7 separate regions of the Sus scrofa genome follow, and regions 1, 2, 3, 4, 5 and 7 are each linked to region 6. A link is a contact called in public Hi-C and HiChIP or PLAC-seq data. All regions are on one chromosome and are shown on one strand. Each heading gives the region's core, a stretch centred on a gene start, on an enhancer-like site or on the middle of the called end of the contact. The rest is flanking DNA. Distances are from core to core; before and after follow the strand shown.

What was found. Hi-C and Micro-C count contacts between places; a contact is called where the count stands out from the background. HiChIP or PLAC-seq counts read pairs in DNA pulled down with a chosen protein or histone mark.
Region 1: a contact with region 6 is called in an H3K27ac HiChIP or PLAC-seq map of alveolar macrophages. The contact joins the promoter of TIGD3 here to the promoter of MAP3K11 in region 6. A contact is called at or near these places in 1 of 5 promoter capture datasets (fetal skeletal muscle), 1 of 47 Hi-C or Micro-C datasets (liver) and 2 of 2 datasets of contacts at active chromatin or transcription factors (alveolar macrophages and skeletal muscle).
Region 2: a contact with region 6 is called in an H3K27ac HiChIP or PLAC-seq map of alveolar macrophages. The contact joins the promoter of C2H11orf68 here to the promoter of MAP3K11 in region 6. A contact is called at or near these places in 2 of 5 promoter capture datasets (fetal liver and liver) and 2 of 2 datasets of contacts at active chromatin or transcription factors (alveolar macrophages and skeletal muscle).
Region 3: a contact with region 6 is called in a Hi-C map of liver, with 4 times the contacts expected there. The contact joins the promoter of CFL1 here to the promoter of MAP3K11 in region 6. A contact is called at or near these places in 3 of 5 promoter capture datasets (fetal liver, fetal skeletal muscle and liver), 5 of 47 Hi-C or Micro-C datasets (brain, embryonic fibroblasts, heart right ventricle and 2 more) and 2 of 2 datasets of contacts at active chromatin or transcription factors (alveolar macrophages and skeletal muscle).
Region 4: an H3K27ac HiChIP or PLAC-seq map of alveolar macrophages shows a contact between it and region 6. The contact joins the promoter of CCDC85B here to the promoter of MAP3K11 in region 6. A contact is called at or near these places in 1 of 5 promoter capture datasets (fetal liver), 2 of 47 Hi-C or Micro-C datasets (liver and mesenteric adipose tissue) and 2 of 2 datasets of contacts at active chromatin or transcription factors (alveolar macrophages and skeletal muscle).
Region 5: a contact with region 6 is called in an H3K27ac HiChIP or PLAC-seq map of skeletal muscle. The contact joins the enhancer-like site here to the promoter of MAP3K11 in region 6. A contact is called at or near these places in 1 of 5 promoter capture datasets (liver), 3 of 47 Hi-C or Micro-C datasets (embryonic fibroblasts, liver and subcutaneous adipose tissue) and 2 of 2 datasets of contacts at active chromatin or transcription factors (alveolar macrophages and skeletal muscle).
Region 7: an H3K27ac HiChIP or PLAC-seq map of alveolar macrophages shows a contact between it and region 6. The contact joins the promoter of DPF2 here to the promoter of MAP3K11 in region 6. A contact is called at or near these places in 1 of 5 promoter capture datasets (fetal skeletal muscle) and 1 of 2 datasets of contacts at active chromatin or transcription factors (alveolar macrophages).

Annotation. Positions count from the first base shown.
Region 1 is chr2:6,865,930-6,869,425 of Sscrofa11.1, reverse strand. TIGD3 (tigger transposable element-derived protein 3) reads left to right here and starts at 1,486. Exons shown (of 2, transcript XM_003480677.4): 1 at 1,486-1,697; 2 at 2,623-3,496. The coding sequence starts at 2,637.
Region 2 is chr2:6,410,171-6,413,571 of Sscrofa11.1, reverse strand. C2H11orf68 (UPF0696 protein C11orf68 homolog) reads right to left here and starts at 1,626. Exons shown (of 2, transcript XM_003122554.4): 1 at 1,374-1,626; 2 at 1-684. The coding sequence starts at 1,540. It overlaps DRAP1 (dr1-associated corepressor), which reads left to right and starts at 1,637. Exons shown (of 6, transcript XM_013994078.2): 1 at 1,637-1,959; 2 at 2,206-2,278; 3 at 2,393-2,486; 4 at 2,768-3,095; 5 at 3,307-3,395. The coding sequence starts at 1,918.
Region 3 is chr2:6,469,179-6,473,049 of Sscrofa11.1, reverse strand. It overlaps CFL1 (cofilin 1), which reads right to left and starts at 1,492. Exons shown (of 4, transcript NM_001004043.1): 1 at 1,412-1,492. The coding sequence starts at 1,414. It overlaps MUS81 (crossover junction endonuclease MUS81), which reads left to right and starts at 2,270. Exons shown (of 16, transcript XM_003122526.5): 1 at 2,270-3,871.
Region 4 is chr2:6,435,820-6,439,340 of Sscrofa11.1, reverse strand. It overlaps CCDC85B (coiled-coil domain-containing protein 85B), which reads left to right and starts at 1,513. Exons shown (of 1, transcript XM_003122520.4): 1 at 1,513-2,554. The coding sequence starts at 1,704. The coding sequence ends at 2,312. FOSL1 (fos-related antigen 1) reads right to left here. Exons shown (of 4, transcript XM_003122519.3): 4 at 3,168-3,521.
Region 5 is chr2:6,814,177-6,817,887 of Sscrofa11.1, reverse strand. No RefSeq gene overlaps it. Among named protein-coding and RNA genes, the nearest start is that of FRMD8, 28 kb to the left of the region's middle. Within about 2 kb of position 2,252, at least 57 of the 83 cell types and tissues checked have an H3K27ac peak or open chromatin away from gene starts, as enhancers often do. A contact at or near this core is called in alveolar macrophages, liver, skeletal muscle and 1 more, where this site is marked.
Region 6 is chr2:6,638,150-6,641,591 of Sscrofa11.1, reverse strand. It overlaps MAP3K11 (mitogen-activated protein kinase kinase kinase 11), which reads right to left and starts at 1,531. Exons shown (of 11, transcript XM_021082851.1): 1 at 1,342-1,531; 2 at 1-616. The coding sequence starts at 60. PCNX3 (pecanex-like protein 3) reads left to right here and starts at 1,659. Exons shown (of 34, transcript XM_021082830.1): 1 at 1,659-2,330; 2 at 2,692-2,879; 3 at 3,120-3,219; 4 at 3,323-3,362. The coding sequence starts at 2,178.
Region 7 is chr2:6,884,906-6,888,241 of Sscrofa11.1, reverse strand. DPF2 (zinc finger protein ubi-d4) reads left to right here and starts at 1,694. Exons shown (of 11, transcript XM_003122537.5): 1 at 1,694-1,900. The coding sequence starts at 1,869.

The DNA of each region.
Region 1 (3,496 bases), core at 237-2,736, 230 kb before region 6:
AATAAAACATTTAACCTCAATATAAGTTGACAGAAAATTGGATAATTTGTTTTAATTTCTTATGTACATTATAGCTGTTACAAAATTTGGGTTAAAATCAACTTTAACCTGTTTATTTCTGTGTTTTAGTTGGTTTGGAGGAAATTCTGGATTTGTATGTGCAAGTGGTGAGACAGATTTATAACAGTTGAGCTTTTTAGTTTCAGAGATACTTAGCATAGGTCCAGAAGCTTGATTAGAAGCTTGATGATTATATAAATATAAAAGAGTTAATGACACAGGAAAACTCTATGCGTCACCATGAGGACACATTAAAGCTTTCTGTATGAATAATGGAGATGAGAGGTACCTCCGCCTTGCTTGCCTGAAATTGGTTCATTTAATTGAAGGCAAGTGTGTGTGAACTCGGCCTATAGTGCAGCCATGCAAACCTTCCTCCAAGTATATTTACGTGCACAAGAGTGAGTTTTTCTTTTCCTGCAAACCAACATTTTAAAGGTATGAATCAGTTATGACAACCCCCCCCCCCCGAAGTATCCTTAGGATTTTCTAGGACAGTCTGAAAGCCACTGTTTTATTGGGAGGCAGTGAGTGGCCTGGGCCCTTGTGTTCAGTAAGTAAGCAGGGTGCTCCAGTTTGGGGACTGCGTTAGGGGCGGGGCACAGCCCCATCATGTCTGCGCGGATGTAGGCCTGGAGTCAAGGTAGTCAAGCAGTGATCCTTGGTGGTTGAATAGTCTAAGGCCAGAAAAGATAGTAAAAGGAAAAAGGTTAAAAATGAGAATGCTGGAGTTCCATTGTGGCACAGTGGAAATGAATCTGACTAGTATCCGTGGGGATTTGGGTTTGATCCTGGCCTCACTCAGTGGGTTAAAGGATCCGGCCTTGCCGTGAGCTGTGGTGTAGGTAGCAGACGCAGCTCAGATCCTACATGGCTGTGGCTGTGGTGTAGGCCGGCAGCTGTAGCTCCAATTCGACCCTTAACCTGGGAACCTCCATATGCCGAAATTACGGCCCTAAAAAGCAAATAAATAAAATAAAATTAGTCTTTATTCGTACAAAATCAGAACTGGCCCCAAGCAAGCAGTTTGTGGTAGTACCCACTTGAGGCCAATACCGTCCATGGTAACATCCTTTGTGTAGCTTAAAACGTGCTTCCATTTTTTCAAAGCCACTGGGTGAGGGGTAATAGACCTGTTTGGTCGATGAGGAAGCTAAAGCTGCCTAGGGTCACAGCCAGGATGACCTTCCAAGTCTGCTCACTGGAGGGAGGCTTGTTTGGCCTCGTCTACCGGGTCCCCTGAGGCTGGCGGCGCTTCCAGGACTCCCGCCCCGTCCGGGCTCCGCCCCCCCAGCCCCTGCAGCTAGAAGCTCAATTCCCCCAACGACCCGCCGCTTCGCGATGCCCAATGAGATTTAGCCGGGGGAGGGACAGAACTGCACCGGAGACCAATCGGATTGGGCCGGGGCGGGGCGGCAGCGGGTGAAGCTGAGCGGTGGGTCCAGGTCTTCTCAGCCGGGAGAGAACCCGGCGCGGGCGGCGCCCACCGGTCCCTGCTGTGCGCGCGCCCGCCGCCCGCGCAGCCCTTCAGTTTGCCCCGCGCGTCCCTACCCTGCTCTCTTGTACCACAGGGACAGGGGCTGGGGAGCCGGGCCGGGGCCGGGGCCGGGGCGGGAGTCGCGGGACGAACACTTGAGGTGGGTGCGGAGAGGGTGGCTGGGAGGCGGGAAGGCCGGGCGGGCCGATGGCTAGGTCCGCCCCGCCGGCAGACCCAGAGTCACCGTGTGGAGAGGTCAGCAGGTTGCAGAACCCGGCTCCCGGCCTGTCTCCATCACAGACGCTCGTCCCCGCGCGGTGGTCCCCCTCCCAGGCCAGGACTCTCCCCTCTGAGGACACCCCGCCCCTCTCGCTGCCCGCGCGGCCTCCTAACCCCTCTTGCCCTTTGTCGCCTGTGCTCCTGTCCTTTCGGCCTTGTGCTCCCGCGCCCCCTCCAGGCCGGACCCCGGCCCAGCCATACCTGCTCAGGACCTGGCACCAAATTAGACTCGCTCCTTCAGCCCCCAGTCTGTCCCTCTTTGTCATCTGTACACCTGTCATCTCAACTCCATTCATCCACTCTACCACCCTGCCCCCCACATCTTCATCTGAATCCAGCCTAGGCCATCATCCCCCTCCCCCTACGGGGATTCCTCCTGCCAGCTCTGATTATCCCCTCCACCTGCCCCATGCAGCCCCAGCCCTGTCCTCCCCATCCATGCTCCTTTGTTGTCTCTGCAGCTGTCCCCTCGGCTCTATTCATCCTTCTCCCCCAAACCTCAGCCCAGACTCCCTTCTTGCTCTGACCAGGGGCCAGCCCTCCCCAGCTAGGTCCTGCATTCCTCCAGATCAGGGCCAGGCCACTGCTCACTCAGCCTGGTGGTTTCTCTTCCTTTCAATCCAGCCCTCTCACCTCCAACCCAGTGTCCCCTCACCCTGTCCCAGCGGATCCAGGCTGCCCTGGTCTCTCCCTACACCAGTCTATCTCCCTGCCTCTAATATCCCCTTTTTCTTACTATGCTCCTCTCCCACCCCGCCTGGCCTCCACCCTCACCGTTTCCTCCTTCCCCCTCTCCCCCGGAACAGGTGCCAGAGTTGCCATGGAGCTGTGCAGCAAGAAGAAGCTTCACGCCCTGTCCCTGGCCGAGAAGATCCAGGTGCTGGAACTCCTGGATGAGTCCAAGATGTCCCAGTCGGAGGTGGCCCGGCGCTTCCAGGTCTCCCAGCCCCAGATCTCACGCATCTGCAAGAATAAGGAGAAGCTGCTGGCGGACTGGTGCAGCGGCACCGCCAACCGGGAGCGCAAGCGCAAGCGGGAGTCCAAGTACAGCGGGATCGACGAGGCTCTACTCTGCTGGTACCACATTGCCCGGGCCAAGGCCTGGGACGTGACAGGGCCCATGCTGCTCCACAAAGCCAAGGAGCTGGCTGACATCATGGGCCAGGATTTTGTGCCCAGCATCGGCTGGCTGGTGCGCTGGAAACGCCGAAACAACGTGGGCTTTGGGGCCCGCCATGTTTTGGTGCCTCCATTGCCCCCTGAGCCACCTCCCCCGGCTCCCACGCCCCAGGCCCAGCTGCCTCTCTCTCTTAAAGATTTCTCCCCAGAGGACATTTTTGGCTGTGCCGAAGTGCCCTTGCTATATCGGGCAGTGCCCGGCAGAGTGGGCACACGTGATCGGGTACAGGTGCTGCTGTGTGCCAACAGCAGGGGCACAGAGAAACGGCGGGTGTTGGTCAGTGGGCTCCAGGCTGCCCCAAGGTGCTTCTTTGGGGTCAGCAGTGAGGCTCTGCTTGCCTCTTACCACCCTGACCTGGTTATCCCCTGGTCAGAGTGGTTGGCACAGTTTGACCGGGACATGGGGCAGCAGGGCCGACAGGTGGCCTTGCTGCTGGCCGCCCGAGTGGTGGAGGAGTTGGTGGGCCTGCCCCGGCTCTGCCACGTGAGGCTCTTGCCTTT
Region 2 (3,401 bases), core at 377-2,876, 230 kb after region 6:
CTCTCATAGAGAGTGGGGCAGAGGTGCCAGCGGTTGGCCCGGTAGATACCCAGGTAGGTGTAGACGTCAGGCTTGTAGGTGAGCAGACACTTAATGCCTGCCGCGCGGATGGCGGCATCTGCCTCCAGTACACCCAAGCGGTCCGTGAAGTCGTCCGTATAAACACAGATGACCTGCCGCCCACCCTCCTTGGCCCGTGGGCTCACCTTGGCTACCTGAAGCCGGCCCTCGACCACGGCTCGAGCAATGCCAGCCCAGGCGTGATCCAGCTTGAAGCCAGGTGCCAGGTGTATCAGCCATTTGCCCGAGAGCACGTGGTGGGTGATGGCCAGCTGGCGCAGGGTACCTGGTGTGACGGGGCGCCCGCTGGTCTGCAGAGCCTCCCAGGCTGCCTGCAGGCCCTGCACGTCGCCTGAGTTGGGGACATAGCCCTGCCCATATGCTGCAATCCAGCCCACGGGCTCAGAGTTGGGAGAGCCAGGGTCCCCATAGCGGGTAACCTGGGATGGTGGGTACTTGGCCAACCAGGCATCCAGCTCCGTGGCAGGTGTGGTTCGGGCATCAAACACCAGCCAGGGGTCCATGTCAGCTGCCATGGCCTCTGCGGCCAGGTGCTCAGCAGTGAAGCCATCTTCACGACCACCTGGAGAATCTTCATCCTCCAGCTCCTCGCCTGGTTCCATCCTGCCGGGTGGGAACCAAGTTAGGGCAGGTCCAGGACAGATCCAGCTTCCTGGGCCTGAGCACGTAGGTGCCAGGCACTGAACTAATCCCTGCGGCCTTGGGCAAAACTTAATGTCTCTGTGCCTCAGTTGCCTCATCTGTACAATGAAAAATAGCTGCTCCCGTCTCAAACAGCTGTAGAGAATTAAATACTAGGAGGTGGAACAAGAACTATATAAATGCTGTTACTATTATCACTACTATCCTTGACCTACAGAGTAGGAAACTGAAGCTCACAGAGGAGGGGGCTTACCCAAGGTCACACCTGCAGTGCGTGAAAGGGCCGAAAAGTGAACTCGGGTGTGGGGGCCGCCGGCCCAGCTGCGGCTCCCGACGCTGCCAAGGCAGGCGGGTCTCCCGGGCGCTGGGATGTAATGGAACGAGGCACCCCGACAGGCCCCACAGGGCCAGGCCTCCAGGCGGGCGTTATCCCGCCTACTTAAAGACGAAGACATGCAGGCCAGAGAGGGCAGTGACCAATCCGAGGCCAACGGGCCGAGCCCGGACTCGAACCCAGGCTTGTTAGAGCCTGCGGGAGGGCCAGCCTCCCGCCCCGCCGCGCCCGCCGCGCCCGCCGCCATTAGTGCTCACGGCCCGAGCAGCGCCCCTGCCCCGCCCCGCCCTGCCCCCTCCCGCCGCCCGGGCGTCACCTCCGGCCTTCGCTGCGCTCGGCGCCGGCCCAGCCCCGGGCCCGGCTCCGCTCCTGCCGGGGCTCCGCGCCGCCGCCGCCGCGCCCCGCCCCCGCCACGGCTGCAGCCGCCGCCGCCATCTTATTGCCCCGCCGCCTCAACAACAACTTTATAGACAAGCGCAGCATAGGGCGGGACCGGGGGGAAGGGGCAGGGCCGTCGGGGCGGTGCTGACCCCGGGGGCGGGGCCATTGGGAACGCGAGGCGGGGCGGGCCTGCGGGGGGCGGAGCTAACGTTCGCTCTTCAGGTCTTGGGGGCGGGCGGTCGCGGCCGTCCAGTCCCGGACAGACGCGCACCGGGCGGGAGGCTGTGAGGGGAGGGCGCTCGGGCCCCGCCGGCCGAGTGCTGACCGGCGGCGCTAGGACCCTGTGGGGGGAGTGGCGGGGGCGGAGGAGGCGGCACCAGGACCCGGGGGAACCGCGGCGGGCGGGCGACGAGCAGGCCCGGGGGCCGGGAGGCTGCGGGCGGCGGCGCTGGGCCCGGCGCGGCGAGAGAGGCCCCGAGATGCCGAGCAAGAAGAAGAAGTACAACGCGCGGTTCCCGCCGGTGAGCACGTGGCCGGCCTCGGGAGGAACGAGCCGGGCTCTCGGGAGGCTCCGGCCCAGGCCCGGCCAGGGAGGCGGGCGCATCGCGCCGTTCGGGGGCCCGGACGCCCCGCCCCCTTCCGTGCCCTCTCCGCGTCGGTGCCCCCCGCCCCCTTCCTCCCGGGATGCTCCCTCTCTCTGCCCCCCGCCCCGCGCACCCTTTCGGGGGCCGCGGCGACGGGGTCCGAGCTCTCTGCCCCTTCCTCAGGCACGCATCAAGAAGATAATGCAGACGGATGAAGAGATTGGGAAGGTGGCGGCAGCTGTGCCTGTCATCATCTGTATCCTGTCGAGGGCTGGCTGGGTTGAGGGAGGCGGGGGAGGCCGGCAGCCCCGGGTCGCTTTTTGGGGGCCAGGACATTGTTAGAACCCGCGTTCGCCTTGACGACCCTCAGCTCGGGCGCTCGAGCTTTTCCTGGAGTCACTGCTGAAGAAGGCCTGCCAAGTGACCCAGTCTAGAAATGCCAAGACCATGACCACATCCCACCTGTGAGTGGCTCCGATCTGGGAGGGCTCGTGTGGGGCCTCCGCCCGGAGTCCACACGCTTAGGGGAGGCTGTGCCCTGATAGGGAGGGAGGTGGGAGGCGGCTGGGCGAGGACTCAAAGGCTGGTAGGTTTGAGTTGGCAGGGACTGGGTATTCTAAGAAAGGGGGCATGGCTGGGATTGAAACGATCCAGGCTCTGTTCCCCTGACATCCAGAGAGCACTTTGCTGAGAGTACAGACATCTGTGCCTCACCTGAGTGCCATTCCCTCCCCACCTCTTCCAGGAAGCAGTGCATTGAGCTGGAGCAGCAGTTTGACTTCTTAAAGGATCTGGTGGCCTCTGTGCCTGACATGCAGGGAGATGGGGAAGACAACCACATGGACGGGGACAAGGGTCCTCGCAGGTGGGGAGTCAGTGTCCATGTGGGGAAGGCCAAGGCCCCCGGGGTTGGAGGTGTCTTGGGGGATGGCAGAGGAGTGGGGAGACCTCTGGGCAGATGGACTCCACCTTCCCGAAGGGGCCGGAAGCCAGGCGGCGGCAGCCGGAAGAACGGTGGCATGGGAAGCAAAGGCAAGGACAAGAAGCTGTCGGGGACAGACTCGGAGCAGGAGGTGAGCTGAGGCCCCAGCCCTCTGTCCTGCCTTGCAGGGTGGAGAGGGCAGCCTTGCATCAGGCCAGGCCCAGCTGGCTGGAGGCCTGGTCCCATCCTCACCTGTGACCTCTTTGTGTTGGTTGCCTTGCACATGGCGGCTGCAGAGGTCCGGCTTTCCAGTAATGGGCCCACGCCTTTCTTGTCGCCTCTGATTCCTGTCTTGTTCCCAGGATGAGTCTGAGGATACAGATACTGATGGGGAAGAGGAGACATCACAGGCCCCATCCCAGGCCAGCCAGCCCCCTGCCCACTTTCAGAGGTAAGC
Region 3 (3,871 bases), core at 243-2,742, 170 kb after region 6:
TACATGGGACACCAGCGGTGCTCAACTGTTCTAACAAGTCCATCAGAACTGTCCCATGCGGTGACTACACAAGCTGTCCTATCCTCCGCTGGGGTCTTCCTAAACCCAAGCAAGAACCACAAACGCCTAATTAAGGCCCTACCCAACAACTCCCTGTTCCCCAGAATATATGCAGGCCCCAAAAGTCACTGATCTAAGTTAGCACTCCAAACACCTTGGCCCTTGAGAGCTCTTTAAACTTTTCTGGGTCGTGCTGGGGCCCAACCTAGCCGGGAGAGAGTGACTGTCCAAGGTAAAAACCTGCCCCCGCTCCCGGAACTGCAGAGGAAGCTGGCCACGTGATTGAGCCGCTTCCGGAGTAGGCGGAGAAGAGATCGGCTAGACTCAGACCCCTCCCCGAGAAAAACCGGTACACAGATGCAGAGACACCTCTAGACTCTCAACCCCAAGGAATCGCCTTTACCCACCAGCTTACTGGTCCCCTCCGCTGAGGGCCTGGGCACGTTACACAACCTTCGGCCCTCGAAGCCTTCGGGCTGAACAGAGGGGGCGGGGTGGTTTCCGGGCGGTGCCCGCCTGGGTCACTTCCCTAAACTCAGCTCCACCCTCAGGCCCCATCCGGGAAAGCCGACGGCCCCACTTGTCCAGGGATTCGGGCCCGGCGGCCAGGCCTGAGCGAGTGCGCACGCGCCGGCCGACAGCGCCGTTCCATCCCTCGCCGGGAGTACTCGGCGGAGAACCCAGCTCGTCTCGTGGGCTCGCTCCCGAGCGCGGCCGTGGTCGCTGCGGGGTCCGCTGCGCGGGGCAAGCCCCCAATCTCAGGCGCCTGCGCCAAAACCCGGACACCCCCGCATCCCAGCTAGCCGCGCCGCCCCCGCCCCTTGTGGGCATCCCTGCCACCTGCTCTCGAGACAGACCCGCCTGCGAGGGAGGGTGACGCGAAGACAGGAACAGCCCTTGGGTGGGGCGCGCGCGCCGAGAGCGCTCGCGCGCTTTTCCTTCGCCGCCCCCGAGCCAGGTTTGGATGCCGCGTGCTCCCAGCGCGCGCGCGCACCCGCGAACCCATTCGCTTCGGCACCGCCGCGACGCGCGACACCGGCTGCTCCGCGACGGCCGCGCACCCGCGCGCCCTGGACCCCTCCCCCACGGCCAGTGTCCGCGCGGGCGCAACAGCGGAGTGGGGGAGGGGAGGGGAGTCCAGGGGGCGCGCGAGCGACGTCCGAGCCGGCCCTCACCGGCGCCCGCGGGCGCGCACGCGCGTCCCAGCGCCGCCCGCCCCTCAGCACGAGACCCTCATCCAGCCGGGGGATCTGGGGGAGGGGGTGCCGACGTCGCTCCCCCGTTCCCTCCCGCGCACGCAGACAATCGACTCGCAGCCGCCTCCCCTCCCGCGCCGTGGCCTGCCGCTCACCATATTTCCGGAAGCGAAAAGGAGATAGCAAGGAGCCAGAAAAGACAAGAGCCGCTTCAGCTGCTGCCGGGATCCGACTGAACGCGGCCTCTCCCGGCCCCTTCCGTTTAGTATGAGCCGCACAATGAGGGGCGGGGCGGGCTTCCGGCGCTCCTCCTGAAGACCGACGGGAAATGAAGTCCGAGGCTCCTGCGCTGTCCTCGGGCCAGCTGGGTAGCAGAGTCTTTTTCATCTGACAGCGTCTGGTCGTCACGTTGCATACTGGGAAGTGTAGTCCGGGGACAGCTGAGAGGGGCGGGACTACAGCAAGGAGAGCGCGCGGGTTGGTGGAATGCCCCAGGAAACGCTCTGCACAGAGCCAAGGCCTCGGTGCTGGGTGATTTGACCTGAAAATGAGCCTCGATTTCGCGCTTCTTTATCCCGTACCGAAACGGTTTTCCTAAGGTCCATCCTGGCGTTTTTCTGGATCTCTTGGTCTAAAAATTTCCAGTGACTTGGTATTTTGCTTTTGTGAATTGAAGCAACTATTCATTGGTCTGGAATCCAGTCCTAGAGCAAGGAGAATCCCAAGTATAAGGAGACTTCAATCCAGGACACATTCATTAACCATTCTCCATACTCAAAAGACACTCTTGTCTACTGAGGAAAGGCGATGTGCAATTTCAATAAAATAAGAGAAAAAAAACACAAGGAAAGACTACAAAGAAATCTTTGAAAATAGAGCTTTGTACTAGTTTTAAAAGCATTTGGCATATTCATGAGGCAATAAAGGGAGAAGAGCAGGGATTTATGCATTCGAAGATTACCGCCTTTTACTAGGCAGTGAGCAGAGGAAACAGATTTTATTTTATTTTTGCCATTTCTTGGGCTGCTCTCACGGCATATGGAAGTTCCCAGGCTAGGGGGTCGAATCGGAGCTGTAGCTGCCAGCCTATGCCAGAGCCACAGAAAGGCGGGATCCGAGCTGCGTCTGCGACCTACAGCACAGCTCACGGCAATGCCGGATCCTCAACCCACTGAGCAAGGGCTGGGATCGAACCCGCAACCTCATGTTCCTAGTCGGATTCGTTAACCGCTGCTCCACGACGGGAACTCCAGGAAACAGATTTTAAACCAGACTTAAATCTCGTTCTCCAGTTGGTAACCAGGCATATGGTTAATTTAATACCCACAGAAATTAAAACAGAAGCTCTGTGGGAGCATAACCTTCAAAAAACAGACTAGGGTGGGGGACTCCAGGGAGATTTCATTGGCTTTCAACAAAGGCCATAGCCGCTTACTCTGCAGAAGACAGGGTCGCAAACAAGAGAATTGGGGGCATCGATCCCATATGCAGAATAAAGGCTGTAAATGAAGAGCTGGAAGCTTGGTCTTCAGCTGGGGAGCAACACCCGAGACTGGGGTATGTCGCAGAGCATGCCGGGGACTGTAGTCGGGGACGTACCGCTGCATTGCCCCCCCACCGGGAGCATCAGGTGGGGACCGCAGCTCGACCGCCGCCTCCTGCAAGAGACCTTGCTACAAGATGAGATTGGCTCCACCTTTTTGAGCTTCGGAGTTTCCAAGAGCAACGAGGAGGGGGGTGGGAGATTTCGCAGTTACCCTGGAGACGCGCTCCCGCCCGCCCCTAGCTGCGGGATGCCCTAGATGTCCTTATTAGGACAAGAGACTAGAGGGGGCGGGTCCAATCCGAACGCCTGCTGGAGGCTCCTTATAAGGCAGCGTCAGGCGGGAGGCGGGAGTGCGGAGCCGGCCGGGGGGTGCGGGATCGAGGCTGGGCGGAGTCTGAAGGGGCAGGCCTGGAGCTCGGGCGCCCGCCTCTCCACTCCCGAAAGGCCCCAGACCCACACCTCGCCACTTCCGGTATGGCAGATGTCGGCTGCTGTAACTTGCTGGCGAGACTCTCGTGCTCAAGTGGAACCCCCTTTGCATAGTTCCCATCTTAACCTTCCTGAGAGTCCCCCACCTCCAACGAGTCACAAGAACGATGAAGTGTTCTTCCCTTGTCCGTATTTCTCACCCCCGGGTTGCTACCCCGAATCCAACAACATGCCCATGTCAGCCCCTCCCACATGCCTCGATGTCCAGCACCTCCTACTTGTCCCCTTTCTGTTTGTCTACTGTCTCCCTCTCCCTGTCCTCCCAGCTTTGGCCTTCCCTGCACGTCCTCGTCTTCGCGCCCCTCCCCCACTGCTCTGGATGGGGAGGCCCACATGGGATCACCATTTCCTCGGAGGGTCTTTCAGCTCTTTCTGCGTTACCTTTGTGTCCTCATTCCTAATGTCCTTCCTACAAAAACAACTGAACCCATCTGCTTCCCCATCCTCCCACCTCTCGGATTCTTCACTAGGCCAGTTTCTCCAGCGTCCTCCGCTAGAGCCAGTCTGAAACCAACAGCCTCGGGTTACTCATTTAAGCCCGGCCCGGCCAGACCTCCCAGTCATAGGGGGCGCTGTGCAC
Region 4 (3,521 bases), core at 264-2,763, 200 kb after region 6:
CTCCTCTGCTTAAATCCTTACTGGCCTGTGCACACGCTCCAACCTCATGCTGAAAGCCCTTAAGAATCTGGCTTCTGACTACCTTTGTTGCCTTCCTCCCTCTCTTACCACTTTCCTTAAGCACTTGCCTTTTTAAAAAGATGTATATCAAGCTATTTTCATTGTTGTTAAAGCAGCTAGGCCCTTTCCCACCCGCAGTGACTTTCATCGTGCCACTCCCTGTCCCTGAAATAGTTTTCTCCTTACTTGCCAAAGTCCTATTTTTTGTTGTTGTTTTGTTTTTTGTTTTTTGTTTTTTTAGGGCTGCACCTGCGGCATATGGAAGTTCTCAGGCTAAGGGTCAAATTGGAGCTGCAGCCTCCAGCCTGTGCCACAGCCACACCAGATCCCAGCTGGGTCTGTGACCGTCACCGCAACTCACCACCAGATCCTTAACTTACTGAGAGGGGTCAGGGATGGAACCCATGTCGTCATAGATACTAGTTGGGTTTGAACCGCTGACTCACAACAGGAACTCCAGTCCTATGCTTTTTTTTTTTTTTTTTTTTTTGATCGGCATGTGGAGGTTCTCAGGCTAGGGGTCAAATCGGGGCTGTAGCCACCGCCTAGGCCAGAACCACAGCAATGCAGGATCCGAGCCAAGCCGAAACTTCGACCTACACCACAGCTCACGGCAATGCTGGATCCTTAAGCCACTGAACAAGGCCAGGGATTGAACCCAAAACCTCATGGTTACTTGTCGGATTCGTTAACCACTGCGCCACGATGGGAACTCCCCTATGCATCTTTTAGAGTCCCTCAGATATCACCTCTATTGGGAAAACTTTTGCGGGTGGAAGGCAGTCCCTCAAAATATGCTCTTTCTCCATTTGCTTCTTGGATTTAGCACAGCTTGTCTCTTCTGCTAAATTAAGATCTCTTTGAGGACAGTATAGGATTTTGATTAAGTTTATTTCTGCGTGGATCTCACACACAATAATGGTTTTTTGAAAAAAGAAAAAAAAGAAAGGTTTTCTGAAGAAACGAATCCCTTGTATGCCTCTCCCACCGAGCAGGAACACTCCGTGAGGGGGAGGGTAGGCCGATGGTGAGCCAGGACCTTAGGATTTAGGGTTCCGAGGACTGGGAGCGAAACTCAGTGAGCCGAGACTGTCGAGCTCAAGCTAAGCTAGGAAGGATGGAAAGGCGGCCCGTCTAGGTTCCGTCGGGGGCGGGTGGGCAGGAGGGTGGGAACCCCCACCCCCACCCCCGCCATCCGATTCTTAGTTCTCGGGAGGAGCCGAGAGGCCTAGGCTCGAGCCTGAGGATGTTGGGAATTGGGAAGTTCGAAGCGCCTAGTTTAGGGTTGACTGGAACAGAGGTCGGTGACGCGGGTACCCAAGGTGCACGAGGGTCGGGGACTCCGCAGTCCGAAAACGGTCCACTCTCCCTCGCCCTCCCTCTCTCGCCCCCACCCCGGCGCCCAGGTCCCGCCCCTTTCCGAGGAGGCTTTCCCAGATTGGCTGTCGTTCCTTAACGTCATGTGGCCCCGCCCCGGCGCGCGCCCCGCCGCGTGCCCACCCCCGCTCGACTGCTGCATCCTACGCTCGCTTAACCACAGACCGTCTGCCGAGCGGGTGCTAGAACCCCGGCGCCGCGGAGCTCGTCGTGGGGCTCCTGGGCCGCGGCGGCGGGCAGGCGATGCTCCAGAGGCCTGAGCAGCCATGGAGGCCGAGACGGGCGGCCTGGAGGAGCTGACGGATGAGGAGATGGCGGCTCTGGGCAAGGAGGAGCTGGTGCGGCGCCTGCGGCGGGAGGAGGCGGCGCGCCTGGCGGCTCTGGTGCAGCGCGGCCGCCTCATGCAGGAGGTGAATCGGCAGCTACAGGGTCATCTGGGCGAGATCCGCGAGCTCAAGCAGCTTAACCGGCGCCTACAAGCTGAGAACCGCGAGCTGCGCGACCTCTGCTGCTTCCTGGACTCGGAGCGCCAGCGCGGGCGGCGCGCCGCGCGCCAGTGGCAGCTCTTCGGAACCCAAGCATCCCGAGCCGTGCGCGAGGACCTAGGCGGTTGTTGGCAGAAGCTGGCGGAGCTGGAGGGCCGCCAGGAGGAGCTGCTGCGGGAGAACCTGGCGCTTAAGGAGCTCTGCCTGGCGCTGGGCGAGGAGTGGGGCCCCCGCGGCGGCCCCGGCGGCTCGGGGGGCTCAGGCGCTGCGCCAACACCCGAGCTGGCTTTGCCCCCGTGCGGTCCCCGTGACCTGGGCGATGGAAGCTCCAGTACTGGCAGCGTGGGCAGTCCCGATCAGTTGCCTCTGGCCTGTTCCCCAGATGATTGAGGGTACAGCTTCCCGCCGACGCCCGCCAGGATTGGTCCCCAAGCGCCGGGATTGCAGTGAACTTCGGGACTCGAACGCCGCCCCGGCTGCGCACGAGGGGCCGCTTGCATGGACTTAGAAAACCCTGACGCTGAGGAGGGCCCCTGGCTCTCGCTGGCGGGGCAGCAGGGGACTGGAGGCTGGAGCGGAGGGACTTGCTGGAGGCTGGGTGGGGGCTAATAAACTGAGAAGGAAGCAGAGCCCATGGCCCGGCCAGCGTCTGTTTGGGACTCGCCGGCGTTGGGAGGAGGGCGGGGACTTGGTGATGGGGTACCGTTCCCATCCGGAGGGACTGCAGAACTAAGGTGGCTGACTCCCCAGTACCTCAATCCTGGGACGGGATGTGGGACCCTGGTAAACCACCGCCCACCCCCCACCCCCCACCCCCATCAGGCTCCAAGACAGGCTGTGATCCGGCCCCTGAAGTGGCTCCGGCTCCCTTCCCAGCTCCTTCCTGTCCAAGACAATGGGGCAGGAAGCAGGTGTTGGGGGCCTAAAACCCACTCAGCCGGCCTCCCCTGAGGCTGGAAGGGGCTTAGCAGCCTGTGGCACAGCAGGAGCACTGCGGGCCCCCACCAGGAGGAAGATGATAATCCTCTTGGCTTGGCAACCCACAGCTTTTCTCTTCCTCCTTTCAGTCCTGGAGATAGGCAGAACAGATGCAGCCTCATTTGTCAGATAAGAAAATCGAGGTCCCGAAATAGTGAATAATTTCTCCAAGGTCATATAGTGAGTTGGAGGAGCTCTGATGGGAGCCTAGGGCTTCTGGCTCCAAAGGTTCTCCCTTTAGCCTCTGGGTCCAATGAGAGCAGGCCAGAGCTTCAAGGCTTTTATTCCATTTTAGCAGGTTTGTATAAAAATACTCTCTTTAGGAAAATAAATAGCAGCTGCTCTTGCTATGGATGCTTGGATTCCCTGGAGCTAAAGTCTTCTCAGAGCTGGGGGCACAGGACAGCTCATCACAGAAGCCTCTGGCACCCTCCTGACCCCTTCCACTTATGAGGGGCTGGCAGAGAGTCTTGGTTCAGGAACCTGGTGCTGCTGGCAGTGGGGCTGGGTGAGTTAGTGTTTTAGGCTGGTGGAGTATCATCTGTTGGCGGTAGGGTTGGGTGGATCATAGGAAGAGGGTGATGAAGACTGTAGGGGTGGTCTGCAGGGGTTCAGGACTCC
Region 5 (3,711 bases), core at 1,003-3,502, 180 kb before region 6:
TCCTTGTTGGTTCTCTGTTTTACATATAGGAGTGCGTATATGTTAATCCCAGACTCCTCATTTATCCTCCCCTTCCCCGCAGCTATTTCACTCTACTCGTCACGGGTATAATGTGCAAGTGGGAGAATAATAACAGTCCCAGCTCTTCCCAGGACTTCCATGTCGCCGGCCTGTTTGATCTTGGCATTTGGTGGAGAGGGGGTGGTGACCGCTGACGCTCCGGGCTGGTAGGAGCAAAGGCCTCCCCCACAGCTTCAAGGTCGGCAGCCTCCAGGGGCACATGAACCCCTCAGGGGTTCACGCTGCCCACAGAAGCCCCGGCACCACCTGGGTCTCTCACAGGTGCCACTTGGGCAGGTCTAGGGGAGTCAGAACAGAAAAGGGCAGAGGTTCAAGGGTGGTCTGAACAACCCGTGCTCCAGTGGGGTCACTGTGGGGGCGAGAGAGGCTCAGGCCTGGGGACCTTTCCAGCCTCAGGGACACCAGCAGAAGTGAGCTCCGGTGGGGGGCTGCAGGCAGCCTGGGAGGAGAGGGTCCCTGGGGGGGCTGTGCAGACCTAGGCCTGGGAAGGGGCGGCTTTCAGCACCACCAGGTTGCTCACCCAGAGGAGCTGTCACCAAGGTTCCTGGTGGGTGAGGCTTGCGGCGAGGCTGGTGAGATGGACACGGGCCAAAGGGTGGGGCCCCCCAAAGCTGGGACTTGCTCCGTCAGCAACAGGGGGCCTGCCCGAGGACGTCTGGGGCCACTGGTGGGGCGACAGTGGTCCAGGGAGGCAAGGCTTGTGGGACCGGGTACCTCATTCCACAGGCCTTCCTGCTGCTCCCCGTCGGTGCTTGGCACTCGGGAGGGGGGACAAGAGAGTCTGGTGAGCAGGGCTTTCTGGACACAGGGAGGCGACCATGAGCCAGTGAAGGAGTTGGCAGGAAAAGGGCAACGTGAGCTCCAGGCAGCAGGCCGGCTCGTGCAAGGCTGGGGAGCGGGGCTGGGCACCAGGGCCCCCCTGATGCCTCTGTACACGGCAGAGCGTCCCAAAGAGCTGGATGAAGGCGACTGATGGCGTTGCAGTTAGTTCCTGGAGCCACGGCTCGCCCAAGGCCTGGCGCTAGAAGCAGGGGGCTCCCAGTTGGGGGGCCCTTGGAACCCCAGAGGAGGCATAGGTCACACATATGAGAGCCCCCTCCTAACAGGATCACCTCCCTGCCTGTCCCGCCTTTTCTTTTTTTCCTTTTCCAGCCTCCCCAAGGCACATGGAGTTCCCAGGCCAGGGAGCATCGGATCCAAGATGCAGTCACAGCATAAATTGCGCTGCAACAATGCTGGATCCTTAACCCACTGCGCCAGGATGGAACCTGAGACCCAGTGCTCCCAAGACACTGCCGGATCCCGTTGTGCCACAGCGGGAACTCCTGTCCCTCTCTCTTTTGGACACACATGGGCTCCCAAAATGAGAGCAGGAAATGCAGGTGGACTGGCCCACTTCCTCCTCTGCCTTATAAACCGGGAGAACCAACCCCTGACACCCTCCCCCTCAAACGCCTTCTGCCACGTCCGCCAAGAGAGGCTCCCCTGTCTCCCTGAGCTGCACCAGCCATTTCCTGGGAGCTGCTGGGCCCCCGGCCACAGGGAACAGCAGTCCCCCCACCCCGACCCCACCACCCTCTCCATATGTCCTGACTTGGGAGTCCGGGGTGGACGGGACCCCAGATCCGGGCCCGCCACCTGTTTTGTGGGCCTGCTGTTGACCTGGGAACTCATTTCCTTCCTCCGATCAGCCCAGAAACATCACAAATATTGACCGAGAGCCTCACAGTGGGCACAACTGTTTGGTCAACACATTTATCAAGATCCGCTCCACGCCAGGGCCGTCTCGGGGACTGCCAGCTCAGAGGCCCAGGGGAGGACAAACAGACGGAAGGCCCTCCCTTGAGGAGCTCACGTCCCAGCAGGACGGGGTGGGGATGGAGTCTCACTGGGAAGGTGACCTCCAGGCAGAGCCACTGGGTTAAGTGCTTCCAGGCAGACTCTTTTGTTAAAGCGAGGAGGTGAGAACAGGGAAAGCCGGCTGGAGAGCTGACGAAGGGCCTGCCCGGGGGCCTGCAGCAGGGTGGGCCAGACCAGGCTGGGGCCCAGCTTCCTGCCAGGGCAGGAGAGGCCAGTGGGGGCTGGGCGGAGGTCCGGGTTGTTCCCGCTGGGCCGCTGGGAGGCGAGCCAGGGCAGGAAGGGCTCCCGGCCAGCACGCAGTGACTGTGCACTTCCTTACCCAGGCCCTGAAACCCGGGCCCTGGGGCTCTGAAGGGAGAGGCCCAGGCCGAGGGGCTCCTGGGAGGGGGAGAGTCGAAATCTCGGCACCAGTGCCAGACAGAAGCACGGAGACAGTTGGAGGAAGCAGAAAAAGCAGCTTTAACTGCCAGGCAAAGAGGGAACACACAGCAGGCTGGTGCCGCCCTCGGAGGGGACTGTGAGGAGTCCTACAGTGTCCGAGGAGCCGGCCGTGGTCAGCTCCTGGACATGCTCCTGATTGGTGGGTGGGGAGGTCATTGGGAGTCGGCAGCTTTAACGTGCTGGTTCCATCGGGTCTGGGGTCTACGTGCTGTGGGCAGCATCGAGTTAGGTGGTTTCTTCCAAACGGTGGGAGCTTCAGCACCTGCAAAACAGCTCCAGGGTCATGGCTCAAAATATTATCTATAGGCTTTGGTTTTCTTTCTTTATCTTTCTTTTTTTTTTAATTTCTTTTTAAGGCTGCACCCACAGCATATGGAAGTTCCCGGTCTAGGGGTCAAATCAGAGCTGCAGCCACTGGCCCACACCACAGCCACAGCCACGCCAGATCTGAGCCAAGTCTGTGACCTCAGCCACAGCTCACGGCAATGCCACGTCCTTAACCCACTGCTCGGGGTCAGGGATTGAACCTGCATCCTCCTGGGTACTAGTTGGTTGTTGACCTGCTGAGCCACAATAGGAACTCCTATCTAAAGTCTCTGAGGAACTGAAGGTCCTTGACTTTGTTGAATGGCTGAGCTGTTATTACTGTTTTCTTTGTTTTTTTTTTTTTTTTTTTTTCATTCCCTGATTAAATTGGTTCGTTCAAGTTTTTCTATAGCTAAAAAGGCAAGCGGAGGAGATGAGTGGGGGTCTATTCTGGGAAGGCCTCCCAGGGTCCTGCTCCGTTACAAGTCCAAGGTGACCCAGGAGGCCACAGCTCTAGTACTGGGCCTGTGAGAGACGGGAGCAGGGTTCTGGCACATTCTCTAGTGGTGGCAGCAATATCATCACCCTCCTACCCATCTTGACCCTAAAGCACCAGCCCTTTCTCGCCCCTCTTCTCTCTCCTGGGACCCGTCCTGGGCTGATGTGTTTTCAGGAAAACAAAACTAAGCAGGCTTCAGAACGAGAAGGGAAGGCAATCCTGGCTGTGAGAAAGGACTTGGAGCCCTGGCCCTGACCCTGAAATCCGGATGTTGCCCAAGGGGTCCTCCCCCCCCCCCGTCCCCCCAGCCATGAGCCCCTCAGGGCACTGCCCCAGGAAGAGCAGGTCTCAACCACCCCCCGGGTGGGGCAGGCCTCTCATCACCCAGCCCCACCCAGGGACCAAAGTTCTCTTGTTTACTGCCGTTTCCTGGAACAGCTTGTTTTGCTCAGGAGAAATCTGCTGACGCACTGGCTGCCCTGCCCTCCTCTCTGTAAAAATACTCCCGAGGTATTTTCAGCCTT
Region 6 (3,442 bases), core at 282-2,781:
GCCACTGCTGTTCCATGACCCCAGGGGGCTCTTGAGGAAGAGGTTCTTCAAGGGCTCCATAGCTGGGAGCTGGCACTGGCGGGTGTGGGGGACCTTCCCTGGGTGCCCCGGTCCCCACCCTTGCTGACGGCCGAGGCCCTAGTCCCGGAACCTGGGCATCCGAGCCCTGGCCCTCAGCCCCAGACCCACGCCTCTCTGGGGAGCCAGGAGTGTCGCCTCCCGGCCCACCGCATCTCGGGCTTCCGGAGGAGGGCGACCTAGGGAAGCAGTGTGGTCAGGCTGGGGGGGTGGACCCCCAGGGCCTCCGATGTCTCACCATGGCCGGCACAGAGGGGCCCGGGCGTCCCTCAGTCCAGAGCAGTCCTGGGAGCCGAGCTCCAGCACCCGCCAAGTGAAAGGTGGGGCCAGCGAGGGGCAGTGCCTGGACTCCCGTTGGGTCTCTGCGCAGGGGGGTGGCTGGAGTGTCTCTAGGTTGAGCTGCCTCTTCCTGGCTCAGCTCTCGCGACCCGATGGCTCCAACCCCGTTCCCTTCTTCCTCCTCCCTTTGTACTTTGGCCCCGGGGGCGGGAGGCAGAGGTGGAGGGTGGAGTTTCACTTTTTTCCGCTGTTCTCTCTCCTGCAGGAAACAGCATCAGATGACGCGGGCGGGTAGCACCGCTCCCCTCCCAGAGGCTGCAGGGCGATTTGGTCTGGGAGTTACCGGGTAGGCGGGCAATGAGAGGCAGAAGGAGAGGAAGTGTAGCCCGTAGCCCCCACCTCCCGTGACAACAGGTTTAAGGTCGAGGTTGGTTTCTGCTAAGGAGGGACCGTCCCCGCCCTCTACGTCTGCATCTGTAAAACTGGGGGAAAGATCCTGGCTTGGAAGAGGGGCAAACCCGAGTGTGGTCTTGGCTCCGAAGTTGCAGGGCCGTGTGACCCTTTCTCTGCGCTTCATTCTCTTCATGTCTGAAACTGGGGCCAGGAGCTCCGCTTTGCAGAGCTGGCAGTGGGGGTAGGCAAGAATGGAGGACGAAACTGGCTGCACTTGGAGCTCTTGGAACGCGTTGTCTAAGATTTACTGCTTCCCTTCACCTGGGAAACAATTCATGCCTCTTTCCCAAGAAGGGATGGAAACCTGAGACTGTGCTCCTGAAATTTGTCCAGTGATGGCACTTGGAATAGCTAAATCGCTCTCGCAACCGCGCGACGGACCCCCTTGCCTTGAGCCTGTCACTTTAAGAAAAACGACACTATCCTATTTCGACTAGTCCTGCCTGTTCTCTCTACACTCTGAGTTTGAGCTCTGACCCGGAAGTAGAGGCCGCTCGTGACGTTTGACGTCCAGCGCTAAAAAGGGCGCACCTAGAGGGGCTTGCTCCAGTAGCGCACAACTGTGGCTTTAGCCCCCAGGGGTGTCCACGCCTCCATCCTTTTCCTCGCCTCTAGTAACTCTTCCCTCGCGTTCCGCCCAGTGATCGCGGCTAGGTTGGCATCGCTTAGGTGTGCGCATGCGCTCAAGGACTTGTGCCTTTTGGATCGTCCCTTCCTCAGCTGCGCAAGCCCAGCGGGCTCTCCCGCTTCTTATCGGTCCACCACCTCCCTGCGCTTGCGCATTCGAGCCGAAAGGTTTTCCTTTTCCGGGTCCCAACTGGTCTCGTCGGGCGCATGCGCCACTGCAGGTTGGCGGCTCGCGGCTCCTTCTTCCGGCCTCCCCCTTGGGTCGGCTCCCGCAGAAGCGGGGCGACCGCGGAGCCCAAAGCGAGTGACCTGTGACCCCGGAAGTGGACCTCAGGGTCCCGGGGCTCTCCCCGGGCCGGAACCGTGGGAGCCGTCGTCTGCACCCCCGGAGCACCCACCCCACGCCCACCTCTGGATGCCGCCGACCGGTGCCCGGCCCGTGCCCTGCGCCTGCCCGCCGGTCCGGCCCTTAGGAGCAGTTCTGGGCCGGGGGTGGGGGCCTGGACCCCACCCCTGATGCGGCTCCACCCCGGCTCTTGGGTCTCGCACCACTGACTGCCCTGGCCGGCCCCGCCCCCTGCCCGCACCCTCGCCCCACCGACCCCTCTCCCCCGCTGGGGGAGGCCATGGCGTGAGCGCGAGGTTGGGCCCCGGGGCCCTCGGGCGCCAGGCGGGGCATGGGCCGGGGGCCGCCCCCATGAGGGTCCCGGGAGGGGGGCGCGCGCAGCAGCGGCGGGGCCATGGGGTCGCAGGTGTTGCAGATCCTGCGCCAGGGGGTGTGGGCCTCGCTCACCGGCGGTTGGTTCTTCGACCCACACCAGAGCACCTTCTCCAACTGCTTCCATCTCTATGTCTGGATCTTCCTGCTCACCTTTCCTTTCTTGCTGTATATGGTGAGATGCTGCGGCCACCTGTAACTCGTGCCGGGGAAAGGGAGGGCAGATGTCACGAAGGGGTGCAACCTGGCAGGGATTCTGGGCTGTGGCTGGGGCGCTGGGGTGTGGGAAGAGGATTCACTGCGGAGTCTGGAGTGTGTGGAAGAGAGGCCAGAATTTCCCTGGCCTGGGTGACCTTGAATCTCACTTAATCTCATTCCAGTTATGCTGGAGATAGGGCTGCCTCGCAGGGTCTTTGTATTAGCAGCCGGCAGGCGTGATGGAGTTTAATGAATTTGTGTGTCCTAGTCCTGACTGTGGTGGTAGGTGGTAGGGACAGGGCTGTGTGAAGAGGGACCTGACTTGCTGCCGCCCCCAGGTCCTGCCCCCCAGCTTGATGGTGGCTGGTGTGTACTGCCTTGTGGTGGCTGTCATCTTCGCTACCATCAAGACTGTGAACTATCGGCTGCATGCTATGTTCGACCAGGGCGAGATTGTGGAGAAGCGCAACTCTACCATGGGGGACCCAGAGGAAGAGCCTGCCCAGGGGGACAGCAGTCTGCCCAGGTAGGCGGGGGCAGGGCCTATGCTGGGAATGGCGGAGTCTTGGTGCCTGGGCCTGAGCATTGGAGAATGAAGGGGCTTAGGGAACCTTGGCTTCATGAGCGAGCGGCCAGTTGTTCTTTGTGTTGGCCCTGGATTTGTAAGGGGGATCCCTGTGGAGGGAGAAGCAGTGGGGATGGCGGAGGACGAACTGTATGAAGAGAAAAGGGCAGCTCAAAGCTGATGTTCCTTTTCCACTGCTAGGGACCCCGGAGTGGAGATGACAGTATTTCGGAAAGTGAGTTCCACACCCCCTGTACGCTGTAGCTCTCAGCATTCCGTGTTTGGCTTCAACCAGGTCTCGGTGAGTGGCTCTGGCCCTCGGCCTCCCCCTCTCTTCTCCTGGGAGCCCGTCCTGAGCCCACTTTTTGCCTTGTTTGCTCCCTCATCCTTTTCTCTCTGCTCAGGAGCTGCTTCCCCGGATGGAGGACTCTGGGCCCCTCCGAGGTAGGTGGCTTCCCTTCAGGACTGAAGGTGGCGGTGCAGAACAGGGAGTGGCGCGTAGATGCCTCGAGGTCCTGCTGACG
Region 7 (3,336 bases), core at 445-2,944, 250 kb before region 6:
AAATAGTTTGAGGAGTTCCGGTCGTGGCGCAGTGGTTAACGAATCCGACTAGGAACCATGAGGTTGAGGGTTCGGTCCCTGCCCTTGCTCAGTGGGTTAACGATCCGGCGTTGCTGTGAGCTGTGGTGTAGGTCGCAGACGCGGCTCGGATCCTGCGTTGCTGTGACTCTGGCGTAGGCTTGCGGCTACAGCTCCAATTAGACCCCTAGCCTGGGAACCTCCATATGCCGCGGGAGGGGCCCAAGAAATGGCAAAAAGACAAAAAAAATAAAAATAAAAATAAAATAAAATAGTTTGAGGAAATGCTATAGTTGACATAGGCAATATTTCAAAATTAATATGTGAGGATATAAATCATTTAAAAACATTTGAATTTGTCCCTCCAGATCCACTTCCCACCCTTCTCTCCCCTACCCTCTCCCCAGGAGGTGACCTAGGTAGAGGAACATCTATGGGTTCCCTTGGGCTTTGGTTTCCGGTTGGGTTCAGCCAATGGGAGCCCAGCAAGAGATCAGAGGATGGGGAGGAGGGGGAGAGTGAGGGATTTCTCAGTCTCACTTCCTGCAAGGGCACCTCAGCCAGGATATGCCCTCACTGGAGGTCACCAATCTCCCCTGATAGTTCCTTTTTCCCACTGGTGCCTCTTCCTGCATTTCTGTGGGCTTATGATGCAAACTTCTCTGCTACTACACACCCCCAGGCAACTGTCCCCCCCCAGGTGTCCCTCCAGACCCAGCTACACTCATTAACACCCCCTTTGTAATGAACCGTCTTCTTTGTGCACCTGTTTCCCACTGGGATCTGAATATATTTAAAAAGGAGTAAAGCTAAATAATAATGTTTAATATGTATATTTAATATTACATTTACATACAATGATTTTCTCTCTATTTCAAAAAGTTTAGGAGTTGCCGTAGCGGCGCAGCGGAAAAGAATCCGACTAGGAACCATGAGGTTGCGGGTTCCATCCCTGGCCTTGCTCAGTGGGTTAAGGATCTGGCGCTGTCCTGATCTGTGGTGTAGGTCACAGTCAAGGCTCGGATCCTGCATTGCTGTGGCTAGGGCTTACGCCAGCGGCTGCAGGTCTTGATTAGATCCCTAGCCTGGGAACCTCCATATGCCGCGGGTGCGGCCCCATGAGCTTTTTTAAAAGAGGATTTTAAGTCATGTTTGTAAACGAATTTGCATGATTCAGCAGTGAAGCAGAAATGAATGGTACACAAGAGAGAGGGATAGTCTTCGGCGCCTAAGTGGAGGGAATGAGCTTAGGAGCAGGAAGCAGGGGAGAAGAGTTGGGCGCCGATAAAGCTGAAGGCAGGAATGGGGGCAAATTTGTCACAGTCCAATATTCGGGCCAAAGAACGTCAGGTTCTGGGAGTTGCTTTTTCTTTCCCTAAAATGGGCACGTGTTTGGCAGCTCAAGAGGACTGTGCCCTACTACTATCACCAACCCCTGGCCAGCAAGTGAGGGCAAAGGGTTAACCACGAGGTTAAAGGTCTGCGAGGTAGCAGGACGCATAAGCTTCACCTACACCACCTCCGGGCCTGCCAGTTTTCACCAAGCCCTCACCTTCTCATTTCTGGACCATGTTACACGTTCCCTCCCTTCTCCCGCTCCCCTACACGTCAGAAGCGGAGGTAGAGCTGGAGCCTCGCGCCGCCCCGGCCTCGGTCTCCATTGCGCCTGCGCACTAGTTCCTCGGCTCCCCGGCCCCCAACAGGCAAGCTCGTTCTCGGCAGCTCGCTCTCGGGCGCGCTCCCGGGCGGCGCCTGCGCAGAAGGACGAGGAAACTGGTTCCCCGTGCGGTCCCGGCGCCTGCGCGCTGCGCTCTCCGGGCCTCCCGGCCTGAGGTAGAGGAGCCGGGAAGATGGCGGCTGTGGTGGAAAATGTAGTGAAGCTGTGAGTGGCCGTTTTCTTTTCCTCCTAGGCCGGGAGGTCTTGTAAGGGGCCTGGGAGTAGGGGGCGGTGCGGGAAGGGACGAGGCGGAGAGAGGGCCTTGCCTGGGAAGGCCATGTTGCGACTCCTAGTGGGGAGGACAACCCGAGACTCCGGAGGAGACGTTGCTCTTCTTTGGAAACTTGTGGAGGCCCTGAGGGGGGCACACGGGAGCCCCTAACGGGCAGCCTCCCGGAGGGGCTGTGCGGTCTGGGCGCTCCCTTCGGGCTGACGGTTTCCAGAGTATGGCGCCCTGGTCGCCTACGAAAGACAGTCCCGGATTCGCTCCCGAGACGCCTCAGTCCGGTGGAGCCGGGCCGAGGGCGGACCCGGGAGCGGCCGGAGCCCCCGCAACGCCCCGCCGCCGACCCCTCCCCATCGGCCGCCCGCAGCCGGCCCTGGGGGAGCAGGCTCCGCAGCCCTCGCGCCGTTAAGCCCCGCTGGGCTGTTTTGTTCTAAACAGCTCGGTGACGTTCCGGGGCGGGCGGGCGGGCGGGGGGGTGGGGTGGTCCTCGAGTGTCAGGTACCCAAGGCCAAGAATATTCCGGGGGAGAATTTGTTGCAGAGCTGGTACTGAGGGGAAAGAACTTCAGGGGAGAGGGCCTCTGTGCCGGCCAATCCCAGCCACCAAAAGCGGGCACTGGACCGATGCAGAGCCCCGGACGCCCCGGCTGCCCGGCTATGCAATACTCTTGGGCTGACAGATTTCGAGCGAAGTTAAAGTTCATGGTTGTTCGGTAAATGGAGAATCCCGTTAGCTGTGAGTTAAAGATGCTTGGAGACTTGATTTAACCCAGCCCCCTCCGTGAGGAAGAATCTGAATGAGTTTTGCAGCTCCGTGCCCCGTGGGCGAATAGAGCAAGCTCCTTTTTAATGCGTAAATTTGGCTTGGTGCAAGGGTAGGAAGATTGAGAGGTGTCTAGTTGTCCAGTTAGGGCTTTGGGATTTTGATTGGATGACAAGGTAAAGGTTTGGGAACTCTGTCTTGGTGGTGGGCTGAGCCCCCCAAGGGCCCCTTTTTAAGGGTGCGGTGCCGCTCTGCCTCTTCTTGCCTGGAGCCTTTTCTTTGCCAGTGCTTTCCCACTTCCATTAAGCTAAGTGCCTTCTCCTTCTGTTCTTGTGGGGGTTTTTTGTTGTTGTTGTTGTTGTTTTTAAACTTGCTTTCAGCTCCATCCTGCTGCCTCTTTCAACCACCCCTCCTCCCAGCACTATTATCTTTCTCTCTGATCTGCCCACTCCAGTTTCCCCAGCTCTCTCTTCAAGCTGACATTTCCCTCAATTTAGAAATGACGCTGTTGATCTACCATTTATATAGTTATCCTGCCTGACTCAGATGTTCTTTGTTTCCCTGCCTTTCTCTTTGTTGACTCCCCCTGTCCCATTGTAAGGGAAGGTTCTAC